2 separate regions of the Sus scrofa genome follow, and region 2 is linked to region 1. The links are chromatin contacts, called in public Hi-C maps. All regions are on one chromosome and are shown on one strand. Each heading gives the region's core, a stretch centred on a gene start, on an enhancer-like site or on the middle of the called end of the contact. The rest is flanking DNA. Distances are from core to core; before and after follow the strand shown.

Region 1 (7,712 bases), core at 1,304-3,803:
CCACAGCAACAGGTTGGGAGGTTTTTTGGTGGGGTTTTTTGTTTGTTTTTTTGTTCTAGAACTTTCTGTGTAATACTACCATGAATATGTCTTCTTCTTCAAATATAATAATGGCAAAGAAGTGTCCATTTGTCCAATGTACCAGACTAGTTATCAGATCTTCTTCAGCAGTTAGTCCTTAATATTTATGAAACAGGAAGAAAGGGGGCAGGGCATAATGCTTAAAAAATGACCTAGTCCTTGAGGATATAATAAAAACAGATTAGAACCAACTAGGTCCAAGATAGTGGATGATTTGACCTCCAGTGGACCTTGAGCTTCATTATACACTCCTTATAATACATTGGCTGAATGACATGCCCACAGGTGCCATGACAATTCCAACCATAAAAGGCCAAAAAATAGGTGGTGGCTGAATTCCTGGAAATCCCTTCCACTTCCCTGAAATGGTTGCAATAATTCTCCCACTCATTAGCCTATAAAAGTGCTCAGCTCAAAAAAATCCACCTCATACTTTGGGGCCTCTCACCATCTGAGATGGCCTACACCATGGAGTGTGTTTCGCCCAGAGCAGCTCTCTTGCTTTTTGAGATGACCCACACTTTGCCCATCTCTCAATAATTCTACTTCTTACCTATGACTTTGCCTCTCTCTGAATTCCTTCCACGTGGAGACATAAAGAACTTGAACTTCAGTTAAGTCCTAGGACCAGGTGTGTGATTTTAATTAAAAACCAGTGGGTTCAAGTCCCAGTCTGAGTCTTGGCTGGGTTAGAGTCCCAGCACATGGGTTCGAGTCTTAAACTAAGGTGTATGGTTTCATGAGTAGCTGCCATTTATTAAATGTGTACTAAATTCCAAACATTTTTGGAGCATTTTCTACTTTATCTTCATTTGTAAAAATAGGCATGAATATGTACTTTTTATAAAATTGAAAGAGCGAAGGACTCTTTTCTCTTCCCACCCTTTTCAAAACCTAATAGGAACACATTCCCTCTTACTAAGATCTGTTGAAAACAAAGCTAAGACTAACAAAGGGGCACTAGGCACCAAGACTCATGGTAGAAGAGATCAAATCACTGTCACTGTAATAATTATCAAAGACTTTTTAGAATAGTACACAGGCAAAAGGCTGAAAGAGTCAAAGTCAAATTATCCTGCAAATGAACGAGCTACAAAAGCTAAAAGTGTTCTAAATAGTCTCATCTATATTTTCAATTTAGGACCCAAAAAGACTGGATGTAGCTGGAAAGGAACTGAAGCTAGAGGTTGAGGCAAATAGCAGTGGTACTCTAGAATAGCAGAGCAGAGGAATTAAAGACAGAGAAGGTCAAGTGCATTGAGCTGCTATGGATGCAACAGGAGTTATGATCTGTCTGGAGATTGAAGGACTCAGGAGCTGAGATGAAAAGTTTAATGGAAGAGAAATGACAGGAAGTTCCCTGAGGACTCCTTATAGAAAGATGCGCCCCAAACCAGAGAAAGGACTATTGTGTACACTCTTCTGGATTTCTCGTGTGTGCTTTGCCAGGTAACAATAAACGTTTTAATAATAAATAGTATAATTACTCCTTTCTACCAGTGAGAGTATTAGTAGGAGATTTTCAGTCCATGCATACCTGCCTCTAATACATGATCCATTCATTTGTTCTTTCAATCTGCCTTCCTTTTCTTTTTTCTTATTTCTTTGCCTTTCTCTCTCCCTTACTTCTTCCTTTTTTACCAACTGCTTTCTTCCCTTTTTTCCTCCTATTTTAACTATTTTTTCTCTTTACCACTGACTACTTTGTCTTTTATCTGAAGAAGTCAAGAGTTACTAAATAACTTGGTTTTAGTTAAGGATGGGGGAATTCAGTGGTCATATAAGTAAAACTAGCAGGATAAATTCTATTAATTTTCTTATGAAAAGTGTCCTGCAGTCCTGAGATTTAAATTTCACAGAGCAGTTTTCTGCACAAAGCTTGTGATGTGCCAGCCTCAGGTTATTTATTTACAATCGTATTTCTTGCTGAGGTGAAAGGTAAGCAAGGAATGAAAGCAATTATCACAGTTTTTTTCACTAGGGCTGTCACTGCAAAGTGCCCCTGTGACACAGCCTGACACTTTTAATGAATTCCCAGGGTTATGCAACAATGCTACTAACACCCACATCTGTCACTCAGAAATAGGGATTTTCCTTCTGTTCTTGAGCTTGGATGCTAACATTCTTTGTCCCAGCTAATGAGGATCTGACTTTTTATTCTGGAACAGAGCACTTTAATAATGTGTCTCCACAGATCACACTGAACAAACCCTTAAAGTGTGATTCAATCAGATCTAATTCCAAATACAATGTTTAATACTACTTCAGTGGAAGATGCTTAGAGGCTTTTTGTTTAGATACAGCTGCACATATTGAGGAGTGAAAAGGCCCACAGTTAGATTTCCCATTTTCCTCTTTACAATTGCACTGCCTTGCCTTAAGTCCATTTCTATTTGTGTGCTTGCACACCTCTTTACTGACAGGGATTTCTGAAAAATTGTTTTGTTGAACTCTGGCAGAAATGCATGGCTGCCCAGCACTATTTAACAGTCTGTGCTCGGTGGGGAAAGCTGGCTTCTGTAAGTCACAGACTCTTGCCTCCCTACGCAAACCTGATTTTAAAGAGTCTCTATTCAACCTGCTTTGTTGTTAGGAGAGACCAAAATAGTGATGAGAATGATATAAGGTGTGTGCAAACATAGGAAAACTGTTTTGTTTTTTTTAAACTGGATTTTCAGGGACTAAACCCATAGTATCAGCACTGGATGTGAGTTTAAACAAGAGTTATGATAAAACTTGAGCATCTTAGGAAGAAGGGGCACATTCTGAAGAAGGCATCTGCCAATAGGCCTGTCTCTGGAGGGTAACAGATGCCTAAGATATATGGTGCAGTCATAACAGAGGGTGTGAATGCAGCCTTAGTTTGGGAAAGTCTAATTCAGTAGGTTAATGACAGTAAGTGAGCTGGGTCTGGGAAAGTCCAAGTAGTGGATAATATGAATGGTTAATATTAACACAAATGTGCAGTGCTGGACAGATTTCAAGTTCTTAGTCCACTCAGAGAAGAACACCAGGAAAGAGCTGGAGAGATCACAGTAGATAGGATCCAGCTAGGAAAAGCTATGGAGGATATCCAACCCCAGAAAGTGAACTGAGGGTGAGAAGGGACTTCAGTACCAGTGGAAAGCTTAGGAACCACATTCTAGAACCAACTTGGAAGCCCAATGATGCTGTTTCAACAAAGAAGAGGTGAAAGACAGGAAAAGGCAAAAGAGAGAACTGGCAGAGTGGGTTAAATTTTAAGTAAAGTGCTCATTAAGCAACTGACCAGTAAGCCAACAGGTGTAAGGTTAAAGGACTTTGGCAAAGTGGACTTTTCCCAGTGCAGAGAGGGTAAATGGGCAGGCTGAAATCTGAAGAGCCCAGAGGTGCCTGAGATAAAATCAGATCAAAGTCAATGAAGTTCGTTACATGTCCCGAGGTTGAGGTTCCAGTGATTTTTAACAGGTGTCCTACCAAGATCAGTGTTGGTTAGTAACTGAGGGAAGCTTGAGGTGCAGGTAGAAAGCTTGAGTGGCACCAGCAGAGAATGGCTGGAAAAAGGCTGAGACTGATGAACAAGTGAAAAATCACATAAGGTTTAGAAATAAATTCTAATTAATCAATTAAGTTTAAGATCGCATATTCAAGACCTAGGTTCTAAATAATAAATGCTGAAAAGGGTTTGGAGAAAAGGGAACCTCTTACAGTGTTGGAGGAAATGTAAATTAGTAAGTGCAGCCACTGTGGAAAACAGTATGGAGGTTCCTCAAGAAACTAAAAATAGAGCTACTAAATGATTCAACAACCCCACTCCTGGGCATCTATCCAGAGAAAAGCATAATTCAAAAAGATACATGCACTCATGTTCATAGCAGCACTATTTACAATAGCCAAGACATGGGAACAACCTAAATGTCCATCAACAGATGAATGTAGAAAGGAGATGTGGTATATATACAAATGGAATACTATTCAACCACTAAAAAGAATGAAATAATGCCATTTGCAGCAACATGGATAAAACTAGAGACTGTCATATTAAGTGAAGTAAGTCAGAAAGAAAAATACAAATACCATATGATATCACTTACATGTGGAATTAAAATATGACACAAATCAACATATCTATGAAATAAAAATATATACATAGATATAGAAAACAGGCTTGTGGTTGCCAAGGGGAAGGGAAGTAGGGGAGAGAAAGACTGGGAGTTTGGGATTAGCAGAGGGAAACTATTATACATACGATGGGTAAACAACAAGGTCCTACTGTATAGCACAGGGAAAAATATTCAATATCCTGTGATAAACTATAATGGATAAAAATATGAACAAATATATATGTATAACTGAGTCATTTTGCTATTTAGCAGAAATTAACACACCATCATAAATCAATATACTTCAATAAAAAATTTTTTAAAGATATAGATTCTGCTGCCACTGCTTTTAGTACAATAAAGACAAGGAACCTAACATTCCTTGATATATATATTTAATCTTCCTATACTCGTGCCATGTTTAGAGCCTTCATTTATACTTGAGAAAATCTGAAAACATCTTTCTGAAGATCCCACAACTGAATGATGATTTAACATTAAGTATCTTTACTTCTGGAAGGCAGCATACACATTTCTACTTCTTAAACACTCAACAAACAAGAAAATAGGAAACGATATTAGGGCCACGTGTCCAACATTCTGAAAGAAACGGCAGTTTTGATTTCTATCACAATTCCAGACAAGTTTCCTACATCCCCCAAATCGCTGGCCTATGTAACTGGAATATAAGCCATCGCTTTGTGAGTCCTGGCTAAGGACACTACCTTCCAGGAGGTCCCTTGGGGTGATAGTGGATTGTGAATAAGGGGAGGAAAATGTTGGCCTATTAGTCAATGAAAGATTTGGCAATACTAAAAAATGTTACTCTGTACTGCTTGCTAGGTAGTGAAACATGGGCATATGATTCATACTTGTATAGAACAATTCCCTCTCAGCCTTCCAGCACCAATATCATAATAAGAATTCTATTGTGGTGGCAGAATTTTTTCTCTGAAATCTCTAGCTTTAGGATAGACAGCCTTATGCTTATATCCCCTGGGTCTACTACTTACTAGCTGGGAACCTAATTTGTACTCTCAAGACTTAGTCTCCTGGTCTTGTAACACACATAATTTAGTCTAATCGAAAATGTTAGTGGGAAGATTAAATGAGTCTAGTGCTACCTCTAGTAGGTAGCAAGTTGGTATTCAATAAGTGTGAGTTCCTTTCCTTGCCTCATTTCCCTTTCATGAAAATCACTTGATATTTTAGCAGTCTGTACAAAACCAGAAAGTCCTAAGAGATTGGAAGCTCAGTGCAGACTTCCAGGTTAGGATCCCTTTCTACAGGGTGAATTTTCTGGGAACAGTTTTCTTCCACTCAGGGCTGCCCCATATGGTTGTACAGTTTGTGCCCTGAAGACCCATTCACAGGACAGATCTTATTCATTTGTTTATTTATGACAACAATTTACTGGCAGATGGCAGTGTTTTGTTCAAGCAAAATCAGTATATCACAACAATTTTCCAACAGATAGAAGTAAAGTGTCTTGAGGAATGGGTGTTTTTGATGTCCAGAGGTATTTCGTGTGCCAGCAAAGGCCTTGAACCTGCTTTGCCTGAATGTTTTTTTATTTCTGTATGGCCTAAAATTGCACCAACTAGATTCATTTGGTTTAATATATATTCTTTTTTAAACTTTTTATTGTCTTTTTAGGGCTGCACCTGTAGCATATGGAAGTTCCCAGGCTAGGGGTTGAATCAGAGTTGCAGCTGCTGGCCTATACCATAGCCACAGCAACGCCAGATCCAAGACACGTCTGTGACCTACACCACAGCTCACAGCAAAACTGGATTCCCTAACCCATTGAGCAAGGCCTGGGATTGAACCCACATCCTCATGGAAATATGTTCTTAATCCACTGGGCCACAACAGGAACACCATGTTTTAATATATAGTCTTAAAAAATTATTAACTCTAAGTCATTCATGCCTGCTGCATTTAGGCCTTATTTTTACTACCCTGAGATGTCTCTGGGGAAATAGGTCCCACTATCTCGCTCTGGAAAGATGTAACCTCTAGTTTCCAGGGCTCCTTGATATTCAAACAGATGAGAAAGCCCAGGCTGTGAAGAAACATGAGCAACCAATGGAGAATTTCCTCTCAACACCTATCCCCACAAATAAATGCAGTGTAATAATACCATTACAGGAGAGTAAATAGGGACTAATAATTCCATATTCTACACTCTGCCTAATATTTCTATTAAGCTTAAATCGATACAATTAATAACATAAAAATGTATGAGGGATTCTATGTCATGCTAATTTTAGAGTGTAAGTAGGTGTTCTAACTTAACACTTACCAAAGTCATAATTAAATAAATATAAGGTACCTGTACTGCACAAGAATTAGTATAGTGTTATTTTAAAGTACTTAGATTACTTGTAAATATATATACCAAACTTTGGAGAAACCATTAAAAGTATTTTTAAAAGAAGTATGATGGATATACTTAGAGGAGAGAAAATAGAATCATAAAATGCTGCTCAATTCAAACCAAGAAGGCAGAAAAAGAATGAAGACCAAAAAAAAAAAAAAAAAAAGTCCATGATTTTCTTTTCTGTGGAAAGGTTCATTTGTGCTATATATTAGATTCCAGATATAAGTGATATCATATGGTATTTGTCTTTCTCTTTCTGACTTATTTCACTCAGGATGAGTCTCTAGTTCCATCCATGTTGCTGCAAAGGGCATTATTTTGTTCTTTTTTATGGCTGAGTAGTATTCCATTGTGTATCTATACCACATCTTCCTAAGGCAATCATCTGTCAATGGACATTTGGGTTGTTTCCGTGTCTTGGCTATTGTGAATAGAGCTGCAATGAACATGCGGGTGCGTGTGTTTTTTCAAGGAAAGTTTTGTCTGGATATATGCCCAAGAGTGGGGTTGCTGGGTCATGTGGTAGTTCTATGAATAGTTTTCTAAGGTACCTCCATACTGTTATCCATAATGGTTGCTCCAGCTTACATTCCCACCAATAGTGCAGGAGGGTTCCCTTTTCTCCACAACCCCTCCAGCATTTGTTATTTGTGGACTTGTTAAATGATGGCCATTCTGAACTGGTGTGAGGTGGTATCTCATGGTAGTTTTGATTTGCATTTCTCAAGAAAATCATGGACTTGGAGAATAGACTTGTGGTTGCCAAAGGGGAGTGGGAGGAAGTGGGATGGATTGGGAGCTTTGGGTTAATAGATGCAGACTGTTGCTTTGGAATGGATTAGCAATGAGATCCTGCTGTGCAGCACTGGGAACTATGTCTAGTCACTTATGGTGGAGCATGATAATGTGAGAAAAAAGAATGTAGACATGTATGTGTAACTGGGTTACCATGCTGTGAAGTACAAAAAAAAATAATGTATTGGGGAAATTTTTTAAAAAAAGATAAAAAATAAAAGCAAATTAAATGAAATTAGCATTTAAAAAGACAACAAAATAAAAATTATTACCAATAATATAATCAACTGTATTAATAATCAATTTAAATGTGAATGATTGAAATATACCAATTATAGGCAGAGACTATCAAAGCAGATTTCAAAAGCATG
Region 2 (7,712 bases), core at 1,441-3,940, 460 kb before region 1:
TAGGAAAAAGGATCAGGATGAAATGGGAAATTATGTTCACTTCATATTTAGATAATCTGGCAAATCATCTTTTTCACCTTCTAGGTGAATCACCTGAAAGAAATACTGCCAAAATTCTTAAACATCAGCTCTAGCAAATAAAGGATCCTAAACAAAACCAAACCCCTACCAGTTTCTGCCATCATTGCAAAGATCCAGAACACTGGAGAAGAGGCCATTACAAATTTAAATGCTTTAGTTGCCTCTGACTTCTAGCTAGTCTTCCCCACATAGTTCCAATTTTCAGAGATATCTATGGGGCTCTTCCCTATCAGAAGGTAAGGATCTACGGGGGTCTTGTCAATCCTTCCTCTTAATCAGCTTGAAGAAACATTTCTCCAGATTGGAGATGGATCTCTTCCAGTTCTGATGCTGAAGCCACACTTTTGGTGCTCAGCTCTGCTCTTATGAAACAATCCCTGACTCAGAGTACTGAAACAGTTAAAATAGTCGGAATCTTTAAGGAACCCCAAGAGGTTTCTATCTCCGAACCTCTTCCCCTTTGTTCAGGCCCTTTGAGAGATGCACACCATTTTTCTCCTTAGTTCTTCCACCCCATCCATTTTTTGGACCAGGAATTCTTAGAGAAGGATCATGCTGAATGTCTTTTTCCTAAAAGGGTTATATAATCCTAGAAATTGACAGTAGTCATCAAAGTAAACCATCAAGTGCATTAAATGATCCTTTGACATCTTTTATTTGTTCCATTTCTGATAGTACTTGTGCAGATTCTGAAAACATTAATCCATTTTTTTTCTCTATCAAATCGGCTACCACTTTCCTTATGAGCACAATCTCTATCTGATTGCTAGAAAAATTCATAGTCCACCTCCCATCAAAATTCAAGTAGACCCTCAAAATATCTTCCCAACATTAACTAATACCTTGTAAGGAAAGAAGCCCTTCGGAGCATAAAGCCCATTGTAGATTACAAGTCTCAGTGCCTCATTATCCTCTGTGCTGGCCCCTATAACACTCCCATTTTACTGTTAAGAAAAATCTAAGGGCCAAGGGTGGAGTTTTGTCTAGGACCTCTGAGAAGTAAACAACATCGCTCTCTCTCAGAATCTTGTTGTTCCTAATACATGACTAATGTCGATTTCTTTTGGAATTAAATTCTTTACCATGATTGATTCGTGAGTGCATTTTTTAGTATTCCAGTTGAAGAATCTAGCCAATACCTTTTTGCCTTCACTTGGGAAGAAAAGCAATTCACTTTGACAATAATGCCTCAGGGTTTTACTGAGAGTTATTATTTCTTACAAATCCTGAAGACTGATCTGGATGATATAAACTTCCCTAGAGTAGAACCTAAGGTTCTACTTTGTTGCAATGTATTGATGATTTGCTTTTTGATCTCCTCAAGCCTCCTCAGAGGAAGACCACATCCCCTTGCTAAAGATTTCATCCTGAAAGGGACGTAAGGTCGCCAAAGAAAAATTACAGTTTGCCTAAATCCTAATTCAATATTTAGGGCATCTGATATTGGAACCAGCACTACACCTAGATCCAAATAAAGCTCTTGGTGTCCTTAGTTTTCCCAAACCAAAAACTAAGTGTCAATTGAGGTTTTTCTTGGTGTAATTGTTTATTGCTGAAATTGAATTCCAAATTTCTTTCTTGTGGACAAATCACTTTATGCTTTAGTCTGTAATAACAACCTTGACCCAGTTTTATGGGAAGAATTACACAACACATCCTTCAAGGCCTTAAAGAAACATATAATAAACTCATCTGCCCTTGGGCATCCCAAAGATTAGATTTCTTTTGTTCTTTTTGTATACAAAAAGGAAGTGAATGCCCCCTGGGTACCCCTAAAACATGGGGACCACCAGCAATACACAGGGTATTGTAACCAGCAACTGTGTCCTGTGGCATGAATATACTGCTTTTGCCTTAGACTCCTTATGGCCACAGCTCTTTTCTTTAAGCACTGTGAGAAAACCATTGTGAGATCCCCTTTAACAGTTTTTGTACCTCATACAGTAGAAATTCTCCTAAATTCTCATCACATTCAACATTTCTCAGCCAGCCACCTCACCTCTATGTAGTCCTTTTGTTAATTGCTCTTCACATAACTATTTTGTTATACTAATCTTAACCCTGCTACTCCTCTCCCCATGTCACTGAAATGCTGATGGATCACCACCTGACTCTTTGTGATGATCTCTACGAAATTGCATTGGGTAAGTTGGACTTCTCATGGTTCACTGATGGTTCTTATTTAAAAGGTGACAGAAGCAAATATTTTTCTGGGCAGGCTAATACAACTCATCTTGATGTTGTTGAGGCAGCATCTTAACCTGTGATTACTTTGGCCCAACAGGCTGAATTATGCACTCTTACATGGGCTTGAACCTTGACAAAACTGTCAGCGTTTATAATGATAGTAGATATGCTTTAGGAGTAGCTCATGATTTTGGCATATTGTGGAAGCAACTTGACTTCCACACTTAGTATGGAAATAAAATTTAAAATGGCCCTATATTCAAGAATTATTGAATGCAATACTTTACTATACCTCTAGGTATCATTAGGAATCTGTCATTCTAAACCTGCCTCTCTGGAAACTAAAGGAAATCACCTTGCTGATGTTTCATAAGGAGTGTTGTCTTGTAAAGGAACCAGTGGTAGCCAAACCTCTGCTTCAAAGGGATATAAAAATATCTCCTACATAATAACTTGGAAAAATCAGCTAGAGAAGCCCAACTTTAACCACACTAAATGAAAAACAAGATTGGAAATTCAACATTTTTTGGTATAGGAAAAAGCTCTAGTTTGAACGAAATAATCACTTTGTCCTCCTGTAGACTCTTAAAATTCCCACTTCTCATCGGGTACAGGCAGCACACCCTTGGTCTACTGACCAAAAGATAGTCTTCATTAATCAGTAATTTGTGGAGAAACATTAACATGGTTGCACAAAGCATCTGTCTCACTTGTCCCACTTGTCCAAAGTACAACCCAAGGAAACCTGTTTGTACTGCTCTTGGACACTTTAAACTGTTGAATGGACTTTTCAGTATTTGGCAAACAAATTTCATCCAACTTCCTTAGAGATTTTAGTCTGATCTGTCCATTTTCACAATAGACTGAAGCCTTCTTTTTAAGATTGCCTCATCTGTGACCAAAATACTTTTGGAAAAGTTACTCCTACCTAGAGAATCCTTTCAAACTTCATAGTGATTGAAGAACCCATTTCACTGACCAAGTCATTCAACCAGTCTGTACTTTTGGGCCAGTTTTACACTTTCATTGTTTTAACCACCCTCAGGCCTCTGGTATGGTCAAATGTCTAATGACATTATTAAGCCTCAACTGGCAAAATTTGTAAAGGCACTCCAAATATTTTTATTTAAATCATTGCCTTTAGTCCTTTTAAATCTCAAATACATCCTTTTTGGAACTCATAAATTCTCATTCTTTGAAACAGTCATAGGACACCCAATGCACTAGGCTTCTGTTTCTTTTGACCTATAACTGATAAAAGGAAAGATACTCTCATATTGTAAAGACCTAATTGCTTCTGTTAAGAAGAACCATGCATTAGTAGAACAGTTGTTTTATAGTACACCTCTGGGAGATGAAGAACTTAAGCATCACATCTTGTACCTAGGAGATTTTTTTCTATTGAAAAAACAAACAAATAAACAAAAAGACAACCAAAAAGAATCCCAAACAACCAAAACAAACAAACAAACAAACAAAAACCATCTCCATGAGAACTTTCTACAACTTCACTCTAAAGGCATTGCTGATTCACTCTTGTGACACCAAACGCCGAGGAGTGGGTCTTGGTGCCATACCTTGACTGGAACTGCCCCATTACCTGGTGGCCTAAAAGTAAAGATATCCCAGAGTTGAAATAAATGACATCTGATGAGACAGCTTACCCAAGATATCTTGACAAAGCCTGTTGGAAGTTTGTAGCCAAACTTTTAAAGATAATGTGGCACCTCAGATGATCTCCAGTGTCTGTGATCTTGATATCATATGGTCTTTAGGTAAGAAGTAGGTGAGAGTCCTTCTTCCTATCCCTCATTGTTATGCAAATGTGACCTTACTAGGTTTCCAGTCTGTGTGATTTTCCTCCAACATGAGATACTACATCCAGGGAAGGCCCTTCCTGACATTGTGGTACATAAAGGTGCTGAAGCTAGAAAATCTGAGTGATACTTTCATAGAAAGATCTTCTGACTGAAACACAGAAATGTAAAGATTAATAGTCAGAAAACTTAATTAAAGAGAGATGGGAGAGTAGAAGAGTGAGTTTTCACACACACTGAGATGATAACAATGTCCCACTGGAAAAAGAAAGAATTTCTTTCCTGGCAAGAATGCAGCCAATAAAAAACCATGGACTCCTGTTTACTACAGCCCTCCCAATTCCCTTTTCTTCCCTATGAAAGCAATCTCTTTCCCTTGCTGTGTGGGGACTTGCACATGGCTCACCATTGTTATGGAGGCTGAATTGCAGTTCTCTGCTGATCCTGAATAAACCCATCTTTGCTGGAGAAATATATGCCAGTTTTAGAATTTCAGGCAAAAGTTTTATCTACTAAAAACACCCACCAGGCTAGTGACAGAAGATAAATCTCAACAACTTGCCAATGACTGTTAAAATTGAGCCTGAGAGACTAACTTCTACAAGTTCAGTAGCCAATAGGATTGTGAAAATCACTGGAACTTTTGGGAATGATAGCTTTGTTTGGGAACTTAGTATGTGAATACCACCTGTTCTCATGGAGCAGAAGAAGAAGTAAAACTGCTTGCCTCTTCTAGGATGGGATGTTAGTGCCCTTCAAGAAGTTGAAGGAATAAAGTAACACCAAATTCTTTAACTATATAAAATGTTCTTATCTTTTCCATTCAAATTAAAATAAACAACAATAAAACTAGAACAGGAAAGCATAGAAAGCAAGAAAGAGATAAACTAATTACCTGGATTTGGGTTTTCCTGTAGATTATTTATGGGTTAAATTGTGTTTTCTTCAGAGAGATTTATTGAAGTCTTAACACCAGGTACCTCTAAATATAATCTTATTTGAAACAGTGTCTTCACAGATTTAATGAAGTTAAAATGAGGTCATTAGATTGAATCTTAATCCAATATGACTGGTGAAGAAAGGGAAATTAGGTCACAGACATGCCTTTGAATGCCATGTGACAACAGAGGCAGAGATTGGAGTGATGCTTCTATACAAGAGGGAACACCAAGGATTGATGGAAACAACTAGAAGCTATAAGAGGCAAGGAAAGATCCTCCCCTAGAGGCTTTTGGGGAGGATGGCCATGCCAACACCTTGATTTCAGTCTTCTAGCCTTCAGAATTGCAAGATATAAATTTCTGTGTCTTGTTTTTAAGCAGTATAATCTATAGTATTTTGCTATGGCAGGCCTAGGAAAATAATACCAGGTTATTTTTACTTAGAATGCTATGTATATATCCACCTAAAATTACCCTCATAATCCTCATTCCAATTATTTACAGGGATAATAAGGTGCTTACCCAAAAGCCCAGGTCACTAGTTTGGTTTCTTTTATATATATTTTCAATGAATTACCCTAGCTTTGTGTATCTGGGATTATTTTTTAATTGAACTACTTTATAGATATATTCCTTACATGGATGCGCATGTCCATTAAAAGTTACATGCTATAGAAGTTCCCTGATAACCTAGCAGATTAAGGATCTGGCGTTTTCACTGCTGTGGCTTAGGTCATTGCTGTGTCACAGGTTCGATCCCTGGCCCAAGTACTTCTGCATGCTGCAGCATGCCAATGTAAAAAAATATAATAATTTGTATGCTATAATAAAAATAATATGGTAATGATTAGGTCTTTATATTACACATTGAAAGAATATACAGCCATATTTCAGTATTTTAAATTGTTTGTTAGCAGTAACCCCTGGATAAAAAAGTGTATTCCTGACCCATAATGCCCAACAAAAAATCTCTGGTCAGACACTATATTCAAGATTATTGTTGTCTGGTTTTTAAAACTTAAATTCCTTCCTGTCTTCATTAGAATGCAGATTTTTCAATTTTCTGTAATCAAAGATGATTATACTTCTTTCTATATGCTAAGGTCAACCCCCTGCCCTGTAGTACTATATATATTGTTAGAGATGTAAAAGGATTTTTTAAATTTCATTTTATTTCCCTTTACATTGCATCACCATTTCCTTTTATCCCTTTCTTTCTCCTACTTTGATAGTGGAGCATCCTCTTATTTCTAAAATTCTAAGTCACAAAAGTTGTTTCACATTCTTCTTAATGATTTTCGTGGTAGCCAGATAAATTTCTTATAATTACATGTGATATATTTGAATGACATTCATTAATTATATTATTCACAAGTATTTAGCATACACCTACAATATGTTAGATATGATGATAATTGCTGGAGATGATAAATGAAACATAGCCTTTTTTCTCTAAGAGCTCATAGTCCCCTGAAGGAAGTAGATATGCAGATAATAAACTGCAATAAACATGGCATATGGCACTACAGGGACAAAAACTATGCCATCATCAAGAACTGAATAAATATTTCTGCCTGAAGACATTTTGAAGGGAAACACTAAGGTGGTAACATTTAAACTGTTTTGGCAGAAGTTCTCTAAGTGTTTACCAATTTTTCTGTAGCTTCTCCATTGACTCTTCCTGCTAAGCTTCATTTCCTGGATCTTGGCATCTAGATAATATCAGGTGAATACTTCTCACTAATAGAAATAATGACATATACCATTTCCAAGAGTAGGCTTTTAAAAAATCTCTCAAAGATATTTATTCTTTCAACATTTGATTGGACATAGAGGATCCCATAGAGGACTCTGAAACCTACCTTAGGAATTCAAACTTTTGAGATAAAAGAGTCTGGGTCCCTGAATTACCTTGTGAAAAGTAGCTTTCCAAATACCCAATGGTGGAAATGTATATTTTGCAATATGTGTAGCCACTGAGCTTTGGGAGCTAGCTATTATAACAGTTGGCCCACCCTTACTATATACTGTTAATATATTAGAAATTGAAAAGTTAATGAGAACTTTCCAGACATAGAAGGACTGAAGGACATTAATGGCATAAGCAACACCAACAGACTTAAGTCACAAGAAGTAGTAGAATATTCAGAGAGCAGTGGCCATCAGTGAATGATGACACATCATCCAGCAGGAATGCAGCATGGGCCCTTAAGTGAATGTCAGAAAATGGAGCAGTAAGTTAAATGATTTTAGAGGGATTTATATACCACAAAGGAATGAAAACCAGGGGAAAAAAAATGCTTTAAAGAAAAATAATACAAATGACGTCAGCAGGTATAGTTTCCTTCCATCTTCCCTTTCTCTTTTTCTTTTTTCTTTATGTGAAGGGAGATAACTCCCGATAGTTAATGGTCTTAAAGTGAGAAAGACTGGGTGGCTGGGAAGTCAGAGCACTGCTAATGCAGTTCAGAACTGATATGATAGAGGTTGTGTCTTATGATGAAGGCTTTGTTCAGGGAGAAGTCTGACTTTTCTCCTCAATTCCTGGAAGGTTATCTCTAAACCCCAAAATTTTCTGTGATATGAGTAGTTTTGTTTTTCATGGTAGGCCCCTTGGACCACACATGTTAGTTTACTCTAAAGAAGTGACACAGGGTGAGGAAGCCACACCCTAAAGTCTTAGGTA

What was found. Hi-C and Micro-C count contacts between places; a contact is called where the count stands out from the background.
Region 2: a contact with region 1 is called in a Hi-C map of liver, with 5 times the contacts expected there. The contact joins two enhancer-like sites. A contact is called at or near these places in 3 of 47 Hi-C or Micro-C datasets (liver and skeletal muscle).

What each region holds. Positions count from the first base shown.
Region 1 is chr6:139,279,637-139,287,348 of Sscrofa11.1, reverse strand. No RefSeq gene overlaps it. Among named protein-coding and RNA genes, the nearest start is that of FPGT, 330 kb to the right of the region's middle. Within about 2 kb of position 2,553, at least 3 of the 83 cell types and tissues checked have an H3K27ac peak or open chromatin away from gene starts, as enhancers often do. A contact at or near this core is called in liver, where this site is marked.
Region 2 is chr6:139,739,414-139,747,125 of Sscrofa11.1, reverse strand. No RefSeq gene overlaps it. Among named protein-coding and RNA genes, the nearest start is that of FPGT, 790 kb to the right of the region's middle. Within about 2 kb of position 2,690, at least 2 of the 83 cell types and tissues checked have an H3K27ac peak or open chromatin away from gene starts, as enhancers often do. A contact at or near this core is called in liver, where this site is marked.